Linked DNA regions of Sus scrofa: region 2 is linked to region 1. The links are chromatin contacts, called in public HiChIP or PLAC-seq maps. All regions are on one chromosome and are shown on one strand. The core of a region is the stretch at or near the end of the contact, and the rest is flanking DNA. Distances in the headings are between cores, read along the strand shown.

Evidence for each region. HiChIP or PLAC-seq counts read pairs in DNA pulled down with a chosen protein or histone mark.
Region 2: a contact with region 1 is called in an H3K27ac HiChIP or PLAC-seq map of alveolar macrophages. The contact joins the promoter of LOC100627422 here to the promoter of TM9SF3 in region 1. A contact is called at or near these places in 1 of 5 promoter capture datasets (fetal skeletal muscle), 1 of 47 Hi-C or Micro-C datasets (embryonic fibroblasts) and 2 of 2 datasets of contacts at active chromatin or transcription factors (alveolar macrophages and skeletal muscle).

The regions. Positions count from the first base shown.
Region 1 is chr14:108,030,826-108,036,554 of Sscrofa11.1, forward strand. It overlaps TM9SF3 (transmembrane 9 superfamily member 3), which reads right to left and starts at 2,624. Exons shown (of 15, transcript XM_005671366.2): 1 at 2,348-2,624. The coding sequence starts at 2,443. LOC102162978 (a long non-coding RNA gene) reads left to right here and starts at 2,701. Exons shown (of 3, transcript XR_307750.3): 1 at 2,701-2,986; 2 at 4,007-4,129; 3 at 5,090-5,729.
Region 2 is chr14:108,300,823-108,306,551 of Sscrofa11.1, forward strand. It overlaps LOC100627422, which reads left to right and starts at 3,188. Exons shown (of 8, transcript XM_021074303.1): 1 at 3,188-3,323; 2 at 4,341-4,414. It also overlaps a transcript of PIK3AP1 not described here.

The DNA.
Region 1 (5,729 bases), core at 1,374-3,873:
CCAAATGTTTTACTGGCCATTTTGGGAGAAAAGGCATATTCTATGAGTACAGAAGGGTATTAATTCAGTTGGCCTGAGTTCAAATCCTACCTCTACCTGTACCGGTTGTGTGGCCTCAGGCAAGTAACTTCTTTGGCATCCGTTTCCTCAACTATTAAAAGGACCTAATATCACCCACATCACAAGATTATCAATATATGTTTAAAATAAAATACACATAAAGTACTTAGAAGAGTGCCTACCACATATCGCTATAAAAGCCCTATTAATTATTATGTCTATCTGAAAACTGTCCCCACAGAAAGTAAACTAAAGAGCAACTTTAACTTCTGAAGATGGTTCTCTAATTAATAATCCAGTTCCATGAGTATTTATCAAACACTCAGCAACCTTCCCTCAGCAATTTTTCCCTGCCTTCAGTATCACTGTTTCTTCTTGGTGGAAAAAAAACTCACTTGACTATAGCCATTGCACTATTATCATCTGCTTGAGGTGAATCCTCGTTTTCAAGAAGCTTAAGTAAAATATTTTGGCTAATAGCCAAAAAATATATGCATGCCATTTAAAATTTTTTAGTTATATCTTAACGCTATTCTTCCTATTTTTTAAAATAGGTGTTAATAACAGTAACCAAGTGAGAGCAATTCAAATGTAAACATGAACAAAATAAAACGGATTCTAAATTTTTTTTTGTCCAGCAGTTTCATCCTATAGACCATATGCCTCAAAAACCTTTTATCAAATCGTTTATATTCAATTTCTGGCTTTAGACATTTAAATGTTCCTGGCAACAAAATTTCAATGAAATTGGTGTTTATAATTTAAATCTGTAAATTAATCTAAGACCTTTTTATTCACCTCCAATTTGTGAAATTTTAATTGTGTACTTTTCCCTATTTATAACCGTTTATATAAAACACATGATAAAAAAGTAAAACACAACTCTTCAGCTTATATGACTGTATGGTGGAACCATACTGTCTCTCAAGACAGTACTGAGTTTTACCGGGTAACTTTCCCTGAGTGTTCAAAAATTTGGAAAAATATTAGGAATCACTGATTAAAAGGATGCTCATCGGAAATGAACACTTCTTAAAATCTGAGACAAGTTACCCGAAGGAAGAAACAATAGGAAAGTATTTTTAAACTGTTTAACCTGTGAACAAAATTATCTTCAGGTGAAAAGTCACAAATACAGCACGAAAACATGTCACCGACTCGGGATTGTGCTCCTTTAAAAAACGTACAGGTGCGAAGTTTCTGGCTGTGATTGAAGGTCACAACAGCCAAACGTTTAGAACTTTTATTAGCTAAAATATGAGCTTCGCTAACCTAGGAACTAGAGAAGTCTGATTGTTTCATTTCCTCACTTGTCAGGAATGACAGAAGACTTTCAGATTTAGTACTACACAACCTCTTATGCAAAATAATATCATTAATGAGTTAAGGTCTAAAACACACAACTACTCACAAGCAATCTCTAAGTTACACGATTTTACTGCCCTGCTCGGCGCTACCATTCAGATAACCACTGAGTTACATCCCTAAGTGAAAGGCACTAGAAGAGTCATTAACATCTAAGCGTTGACGTGGAAAATGCCAATTAAATAAACAGCCAAGCAATTTTAGGCCAAATGCAAAACGGGCTGCTCCTAGCCAGACCAGAACACCGGGAAACTCAAGACCCCGTCACTCAGAAGCCGCCTGATTAGAGACCACTGGGATGGGAGCCTGGCCTAGGGGCCAGAAGAGGGTGAAGAAAAAGTCACAAGAAAAGGCCTCGCAGGCGGGTACGTGTGGTTGAGTGCCTGTACGCGTGTAGTGTTCTTCACCCCAAGTTTATCAAGGCTGATCCCACGCCAAGGTTTTAATCCGGCTTGGGGAGGAAGGGAAAATAAAGGCGGTGAGGACCATAAAGTGGATATTTCCTGGTTAGTGTATGACGGGTAATACGTGGTGCATCCATCTTCCGCCGCGTCGTAGCCCCCAGCAGCCCGAGCGCAGCTCCACCAGCCCCGAGCCTGGCTGCCTGCGGCCCGGTGAGCACCGACCCTCAGACCCCGCATCTTTCCCGGCTCCCAGGAACCTCAGACACAGGGGTGCGGCGCCATTTAGGTCCGGGTCGGGGAAGGAGGCCCAGGCGCTCAGGGAGCAGAGTCCCGTCCCGGGAGCTCACGGAAATGCCTCCTCCCAGCTCCCGGGGTTCCTGCTCCGCCAGGCCCAACCGGAAGGCGCCCCCGGGAGGCCTCGGGGCTCGGCCCGGCCGCCGGGGACTCCAGGCCGCGCCGAGCCTGCCGGGGCGGCGGTGCAGGCGGAGGCTGCCGCGCCGGCCGGGGGCGCTTCTCACCGTGTGCTCGTGCTCGTCCGCCCGGGCCCTGGGCAGCAGCAGCAGCAACAGCGCGGCGGCCGCCGCCACGCCGGGAGCGCCCGGCAGCGGCCTCATCCTCCGCACTCCCACCGGCCCGGCGCCGGCCCACCGACTCCTCCTCCGCCGCCGCCGCCGCCGCCGCCTCCGCCGCGGCCGATTCGCATCCACGGGGCGCGGACAGACACACGGGGCCCGGGCCCAGCCGCTGGCTCCTCCGCGCCGCCGCCGTCACCGCCCGCTCCGGAGCCTCCCCCGCCCCCTGGCGCCTCCCTGCCTCTTCCTCTGACTCAGCCACGTCATCCCGCCACCCCGGCACACGCCGGAAGTGCCTCGCGACGCCGGGCTGCAACCGCCGCCGGCCGCCCCGCCCGGGAGGCGTGAGCCTTCGGTCGCCGAGGGCCGCGTGAGGGTCCGAGTGAAGGTCCGAGTGGCTCGCCCGCCCGTTCCCCCCCATCCTCCGGCTCGGTAGCCGCGACGCGCACTCTCGCCCTGGCCTGGCCCCGTTAGCGGGGGCCTGGCCCGTCTCGTAGAGCCGAAGCCGCTTCCTTCGGAGTTGGGCGACCTCGGTCAAAACGCTTAACTCTTCCTGTCCTCGTTTTTCCTCGGCCGCGAAGTGGGGTAATGGGCCGATCTACTGCCTCTCGCTTCGGCGTCAGATCACATAACCCTTACAGGCGCTCGGCTCCCGCTGAGAATGGATCACCAGCTCTGTAATCATCAGGAAGGGAGTTGTTTTGTCTTTCTGCTTTTTCCAGGGCCGCTCCCGCGGCATATGGAGGTTCCCAGGCTAGGGGTCTAATCAGAGCTGTGGCCGCCGGCCTACGCCAGAGCCACAGCAACGCGGGATCCGAGCCGTGTCTGCAACCTACCCCACAGCTCACAGCCGGATCCAAGGCCGGAGCAAGACCAGGGATCGAACCCTCAACCTCATGGTTCCTAGTTGGATTCGTTAACCACTGCGCCACGACGGGAACTCCAAGAAGGGAGATTTTTAAACTGGTATCAGGTTGGAGAGTGTCTTAAAGTCATCGAATATTTATTGAACCCCTACTATTAGGTTTTGAAATTCTTGTTGATTTATTTGTTTATTGTTTTTGGGTTTCCCCTCCATAAATAGAAATACCTCCTAGAACTAAGCATCTCTCCTAAGAAGAGATCCTGTTCACTGTGCCTAGAACAGTGCCAAGCCCATAGTGGGAACTCAAAAGCTATCTGTCAAATAAATACTTGAATATGGCACCACCATATACACAGTTCTGTAAGCCAAAAATCTGAAACTTGTAGTCAGATTGTCTCTATCTCTCAGCCATCAGCAGTCAACAAGTTCTAGCATTTGTTATGTTAGAAATGTCTCAAGAATGTATTTTTCCTCTCACTCCTCTGCCAATAACAGCCGATCTTCTACTCCTCACTTATGTGTTGGAGCAGACGCCTAACAGAATCCCTGCCACCAAACTTCCTTCCCTGTTTATCCTCCTCACAGGTGCCAGAGTGATCTTTCTAAAAAGAAACCTGATTATATCACTCTCTTATTTAAAACACTCCTTGAATATTGTTTAAAGACACCCAAGGAATCACATTCACATCTAAGATTTTCCTTCGCCGGGCACTATTCTTTTTTTTTTTTTTTTTTTTAAGGGCTGCACCAGCATCAAGAAGCTAGGGATCAAATCCACCACTGGCATACACCACAGCCACACCAGATCCTCACACGGCTTCGACCTACACCGTAGCTCAAGGCAATGCAGGATCCTTAACCCGGTGAGCGAGGCCAGGGATGGAACCCCCATCCTCATGGATACTAGTCAGGTTTGAACCACAAAGGGAATCCTGGCCCAGGAACTGAGCACTTTATATGTATTGACTCAATCCTTAATACAACAGGCACCATGAGTATGTTCATTTCACAGATATGATAACTGAAGCACAGAGGGATTAAGGGGTTACTGAAGGATCTGGTCCAAGCATCTGGTTCCAGAATCAGTCTTTCTTTCTACTAACGGGCTACCATCCATTCAGTCATTTTAAGAAATAAAATAGACTTGTACCTACTGGTATGGAATGGTAGCCAAGATACAATTTTAAGTGAAAAAAAAAAACTGGAAAATATAGAGTATAATTCCATTTTCAGTGACATTAGTTTCCCATAGAAAACAAGCCAAAAGATTAGGATTCAAATCATTAATAGCAAATATTTGGACTTTTTTTTTTTTAACAATGAAAATGTGCTACATGTGTAATCAGAAAAAAAAAAGTTCCTTGCTACTTTGCAGTTAGCATGCAGCTGCAAAATCAGATCCCAGTTTATCTCCTCAACTTCACTTCTCACCTCTATGCTCAGGCTACATCCCTATGTCTCCACTGGGTTCTTTTATGCCTCTGTGCCTTTTTTTTTTTTTTTTTTTTTTTTTTGTCTTTTAGGGCTGCACTCTCAGCATATAGAGGTTCCCAGGCTGGCGGTTGAATCAGAGCTGTAGCCGCTGGTCTATGACAGCCCAGCAATGCCAGATCTGAGCCGCGTCTGCGACCTCCACCACAGCTAATGGCAACGCTGGATCCTTAACCCACTGAGCAAGGCCAGGGATGGAACCTGTGGCTTCATGGATACTAGTCAGATTCGTTTCCAATGAGCCACGATGGGAACTCCCATGTGCCTGTTCTTGATGTTCTCTTTGTCCGGAATGGAAATGAATGGACAATCTTTATTTACTTGTTTTCCAGGCCTAAATGAATTGCAATTTCTTCAGTGAAACCTTTCATGACACCCTTAGGAAGCTGAACATCCCTTCTTCAGGATTCCAGTTGCATTTATGCCGTAATTACCGTAGTCCCATTTCCTCTTCTGTACTACATTCTGAACTTTTTTGATGGCAAGCCCTATCATTTGTGTATATGTGTCCCAGATGCTGGGATATTGCTTGTCACATCATAGACGTTCGATAACTATTTGCTGAATTAAGACATTCATAAGTGAAAAGTCAAATAGCATAGAAGGATTTAAAGAACACTTTCTGGATAGTCTCAAAGACATCATGAGGCAGTCCATAATTAATTGCTGAATGAATCATACACCAGTAAGTGCAAGAGAAATCAGAGGAGGCGCATCTCATACATCTTTGTATATTCCCCAGAGCCCTAGCAAACTGACTTGCTCATAGTGGAAGCTCAGTAAATGCTCTGTGAATGAACAATCACAGTTTTTGAATCAAGTGATGATGGGCAATTGAAGAACAAGCAGTGTAAGTGCTGAATTAAGATGGATGGAGTAGTTTTTTGCTTAGACATCCAACACCAGCCTCCACAGATTTGAGGCAGTAAGCATTTGCTAGGTGATATCAGGAGCACTAGGTTGGCGATTGCT
Region 2 (5,729 bases), core at 1,938-4,437, 270 kb after region 1:
ACATATAATAGCTCAAAATGTTTGTCAAACTAATCACCTGTGTAACAGAACATCAATTCTTAATACAGAATGAATATATCCTCTGCATTCAGAGTCCTGTTTCTACTTTCAGTACACTTCAGATTATTTTGGAGTCAGAGACTTCTTAATTAGAATTCTGGTTCTGCAATTTGGTAGCTTTGTGACCTTGTACAAAGGCATTTAACCCCTCTAAATCTCCAATCTCTAATCTGGAAAATGTAAAAAGTAGGTAGAAAATAATACCTACTTTATGGCATTTTTATTCCCACAGAATAAACTTGCAATGCTAAACATACAGTAGTTACTTAATAAATATTATTACGCGTCCCCTTATCCTTTTTTCCAAATAGACCTTGTAAGAGGTCAGCTATCTGTTGGTTCCCAATTTAAAATCAGTGAACACTAATTAAAATTCAAAGTAGAATACAGATTGAATTGGGAATTGGGAAACCTATCTTCTGGCTTTTGTTGCCCTCCTTCTACCTAGCACCTACATAACCTTGCTCAAGTCACCTGTTAGGGCTTCCAATTCCCTACCTTAAATTAGAGAACAGGAGTTCCCATTGTGGCTCAGCAGGTTGAGAATCCAACTAGTATCCATGAGGATGTGGGTTCGATCCCTGGCTTTGCTCAGTGGGTTAAAGGATCCAGTGTTGCCATGAGCTGCAGTGTAGTTCACAAATGCAGCTCGGATCTGGTGTTGCTGTAGCTGTGGTATATAGGCTGGCGGCTGTAGCTCCAATTCGACCCCTAGCCTGAGAACTTCCATATGCCATGGTTGTGGCCCTAAAAAGACCAAATAAATAAATAAAATAAAATATGGTACAAGTAAACCTATCTACACAACAGAAACAGACTCACAGTCATAGAGAACAGACTTGTGGTTACCAAAGGAGAAAGGTGGAAGGGATAAATTAGGAGTTTGGGATTAACATACATACACCATTATATATAAAATAGATAAACAACAAAGACCTACCAAATGGCACAGGGAACTATATTCAACATCTTTAAAAAAGAAAAAAAATTAGAGAATATATATCTCATGTTAAAGTTGATCTTTGAAGTCACTAGGATCCTCTTAATCTATATGTCTGAGACTCTTAAAGAGATTGTTTTGAGGAAATAATACCCTTGGTTTTGATGATTTTTAAAATTTTTATTTATTATTATAATTATTATTTGCTTTTTAGGCTGCCTTCACAGCATATGGAGATTCCCAGGCTAGGGGTCAAATAGGAGCTATAGCTGCCGGCCTACGCCACAGCCACAGCAATGCCGGATCCTTAACCCAATGAGTGAGGCCAGGGATCGAATCTGCTACCTCGTGGTTCCTAGTAGGATTTGTTTCTGCTGCGCCACATCGGGAACTCCGGTTTGATGATTTTTTTTAAACAACTTAGGTGGGATAATTGGAAAATACACTCATTGTTAACTCATTTTAGAGCTGTATGTTGTTCATTTATTTCAAACTTTATGAAACATACTTCCAAAAACCATAGACTTGGTTAAAAGCTACAAAAGACTCAAACGCACCACCTAGCGGTGAAGAAAGTTTCAGGTTGGCGACATCTCGCCATCCTACGTGCAGGATGGCTGTCCACAGCAATCTTTTATCTTGTTTTTGTTCTATCCCCTCACCACTCAGGATAGTTTCATGTACAAAGAAATTCAATACTTCCTGACTTAATAGCTTGTTCATGTTTATTTGACATACTCTTAACCAATGAAATATTGTGGACTTCTGAGAATGGAAACATGACTGCTTTTAAGATTTAGGGGGCTAAAGGTGCCTTTCTATCCATACCTCTCAAATCCCTCCTACCCAAGAGACCCACCCAATCCATCTCCTTATGGATGGACAGGCGATTCCACAAGTACCTGGTTCAGAGAACCAAGGCCACAGCCTTTGAAAGGACAAAAATCAATACACCAATGGGATCCTTGATGTCAACCATGTCTAATGACTTTGTATTACCTACTATAGTAATTAAAATTAAGCCTTCAAATTTAAATTTAAATATCTAAAAGCAGGAATACACCATCCTTAATTTTAAACCCCAAAGGTGGGGAAGAGATCAGAATCCTAGGGTACTGGGCCTACTGGTGAAGAGGGATCTATACCGGTTTTTCTTTTGGTTTTGCATTCTGCCCCCGCTCCCACCCCATCTCAACCAAACCCGCTGCATTTTCTCTCTCTTTTAGTTTCACCTTTTCCCTCTCTTTTCTCTTTTTCTCCCAAATAAGTCAAATAATTAAGATCAGGATCATGTTTAAACGGAACAGTTAGTGCCCTGCGCAGGGTGATTTGATAATTCCAGGTTTTCAACTGAAAAATCCCCTTTGTCATCGGAAATATTTCTCTTCGAGTCCTTTCCTGAAATATTAAGCCACTTTGCAACACTCTGCTTTAATTATCATTAATTAAGTACTTCTTTGAAATATCATTCGCACTTTAGCACAATTTTCTTAAACCCCTTTCCACACACACAGGAGGGGTTCTAAATATGCCGACTTTAGAATTTTGCCTTGCTAGTAGAAATCTAGTTTTTCACATTTAAAACGTTTGATTTTTTTTTTTTTTTTAAACTGGGTTCCCGAATGCCGACTGCCTTTCAGTGACTTAATAAAATGTATCTTTCTCACCTTGAAAAACTTTAGGGCTCAGTGCTTCTACTGGCATCCAGGCATTTATTCTTATTCTGCTTCTTAAACAGGCTCCTGGGAGGAGCAGTTTCGACCCAGAAGTTCAGAGAAGCAGTTACCACAGAACTTGCAACAGTTGGTATCGGGCGAAAGGCAGGCTGGAAGTGATAAATGAGGCTGGTTTAAGAAACAAAAAGCCCCGGGAAGGGAAAGAAGGGACCGCCGTGGCCTTGGGGGACAGCGCGGCGGCGGCGCCGGGCCGGCGGGGCCAAGCTCCTGCCGTGGGAAGGCTCCTTCCTGGGCGACCAGAGGCGGCGGCCGCGGCTCAGCACCGCGGGGACCGCAAGCTAAGCGAGGAGCGCCGCGCCGTGTGTGGGGCAGGCGCGCGCCCAGGATGCCCCCCGGGCCACGCCGGGGCCAAGCGAGGTGAGGCCGGCTCTGCCCCCGCACCGCCCCCGGCGGGAGGCGCGTCGCCCAGGCCGCGGGTGCGTGCGCGGCCCCGGGCGACGCGGCTGGGCGTGCGCGGGGCCGCGGCGGAGGCAGGGCCGGGCGGGCGGCAGAAGATGGCGAGGGTGTGTAGGCGGCAGCAATGCTCCGTTGAGAGACGCGGCTTTCGGCAAGAACTGGACTCGTGGCGCCACAAGCTCATTCACTGTGTAGGTGAGACTCTTCCCCAGCCGCTTCCGGACCTCGGGCTGCCCCGCCGCCGGCCGCCCCGGACGAGGGAGGGAGCCGGGACAGCAATTGCCGCTCCGGCCCGCCCGCCCTCTTTGGCTTGGGCGTCCCCCTCCCCCACCCCCCGGAGCGCGGGCGCGCGCGACCTCCGGGCGGGCTTTCCCCACTCGGGCCCGAGCGCGCGCGCCGGCCCCTCCTCTTTGCGCGCCCTCCCCGGGGAGGGCTCTTGGGCGGGAGCGCGTGCCCCTCCCCTCCCCTCCCTCTCTCTGCCCTCCCTCCCTGCCCGGCGGCCCGGCGCCGCCGCTGGCTTTTTGTGGAGACTCGTCCCGCAGCGTTGCCGCTTGACGGGGGACGCCGCTGCCAGTCCCGTGGTGCCCGGGGCGGGGGCGCGTGCTGGGCCGCAGCTTGGTCCCCTCCTCCGCTGCGGCCGGCGCCTTCCGCGTCCCGCGCTGCCCCTCCCCCCACGCACGGCGGCAGCGCGCGCCCCTCGCCTCGCGTGCACGGGCGGCGGGCGCTCGGGCGTGTGCGAGGCGTGAGGTGGAGATGGGGGCGGAGGGAGCCGGAGCTGTCACAGGCCCCGGGTCCGCCTGACCGAGCCAAGTGGGGTGTCATGGCCGCGGGGGGCAGCGGCTGCACTTCCTCTGCGGGCGGCGGCGGCGGCAGCGGCCGGGGAGTTAATCCTCGACGCTCGGGTCGGTGTGTGTGTATTTGTGTTCAGTGTGTGCACGGCGGGAGGAAGGGGGGGGTGGGACCGGTCCGACCGGGAAGCCGGAGCTGGGGTCGCTCTTGTGCTCTTCTGGGGGATTTTCCGGAGCCGTCGCCGCACGAAGAGCCTCGTCCGCCCCGCCCCCCCCCCTCGCCTCCCGGACCTCGGGGCGCCTCGAGTGGCTTTTTCCCCCGCGGGCAGGAGGGAGTGTGGACCGGGGCGCTCCGGGAGGGGCCGGGCGGCCGAGCAGCGCCTCTCACACTATGTGTTTTGTCTGTTTTTCTCTCCCAAGGTCCCGTTTCCCTCTGTGCGGCGGCCGGCGGGACCATAAGGGCTTAACTCATATATTTAACCCCCCTCCAAAAAGTAAGTGGCCCGTTTGGTGTCTCCGCTCCGCCCGCCGCCCCCTAGCCCCAGTCCGTCCTGTGTCTGACTCTCCTGTTCTCCAGCATTGTTATTTCCCCATCTTTGCTTCGGTGCTGCTGATGTGTGGGGAAATGCTCGCTCGTCGTCCTCCGTCTCCCACGCCCAGTCCTCGGGGAGGTCCAGAATTCCCACCCCCCACCCCACCGTGGGGAATAATCTTGGTCTTACCAACAGAATCTAGGAGATTCTATCCGTTCGCTTGGGCCCCTCATCCCCTCCTTCCCGACAGGGTTTCGTTGGAAGGAATTATGCAAATCCTGCTTTCTGGTGTCCATTCAGCGGCAATTTCATGCGGTGAGAAGTTCTCTTTGTTGTGCGAGGGGGAGAACAGACACTGATTTAATAGACATATCTGTTGGGGGGAAGGGTGGAGGGGGTGTGGAGAAGCTCACTTTGGAAGAATTACAGCACTTGGTTGGCTCAGTGTCTTTGTGTTTGAGCTTTCTGGCTTGACAGGAGGGTATGCCCTTTCCAGTGTCCCACAAGGGATGTTTTCTGTAATAGGTTAAAAAACAAAACTGAAACTTTAAACAAGTGAAAAATAAGGTAACCTTTAGTTTGAGAATGTAAGCCTTTCCATTTCTGCGGGGTCTTCATTATGAAAATGTCTGAATTTTGTTAAGAATTGGATTGTAATTATCAAAATTAATATAGGCAACAATGCTTTAAGGTATCTGATATCATTTTGGTTGTCCAAAGGTTAAAAAGGTTAAAAGTGCATTTTAAAAGATACACTTGTGTAAATAATAAAGGCTGGAGTCCATTTTTTGCTATAATTTGTCTTGTGGACATATTTTAAAATTACCCTCCTGCCAATCCAAGCTTAGCTCTGCCCTCCAGGAACCAGCCTTTTGGTTATTAGTTATCATTTGCTCTATCTTTGCTTGTTTTATTCTTTGAAACCCATCATACGTTTGCTGAAATGTTACATAAGCATTTGCACTTTTTGAATTATGTACTATTTGTAGCCATCATATAAGAGACTTTATAAAGGCATGTAGAAGGTTTTGAGAGGCATGAGATTAATAATGAGTTTTCAGATTTGTGAATTAATATAAAATCCTAAAATTATTTTGAGGAATTTTTAGTTCTTGTATTTGTTTCATTTTTTTAATGATTTTTTCCCCCAGTGGGGCTTTTTAGTTTTTAAAAGATTTTGAAATTGACAGCTGTAACCCTATAAATTTCTAAGTTACTATTGCTTTAGTTTAGATGGTTATATTCTAATTTTGTTTGCTTTGAATCCTTTCCTTTT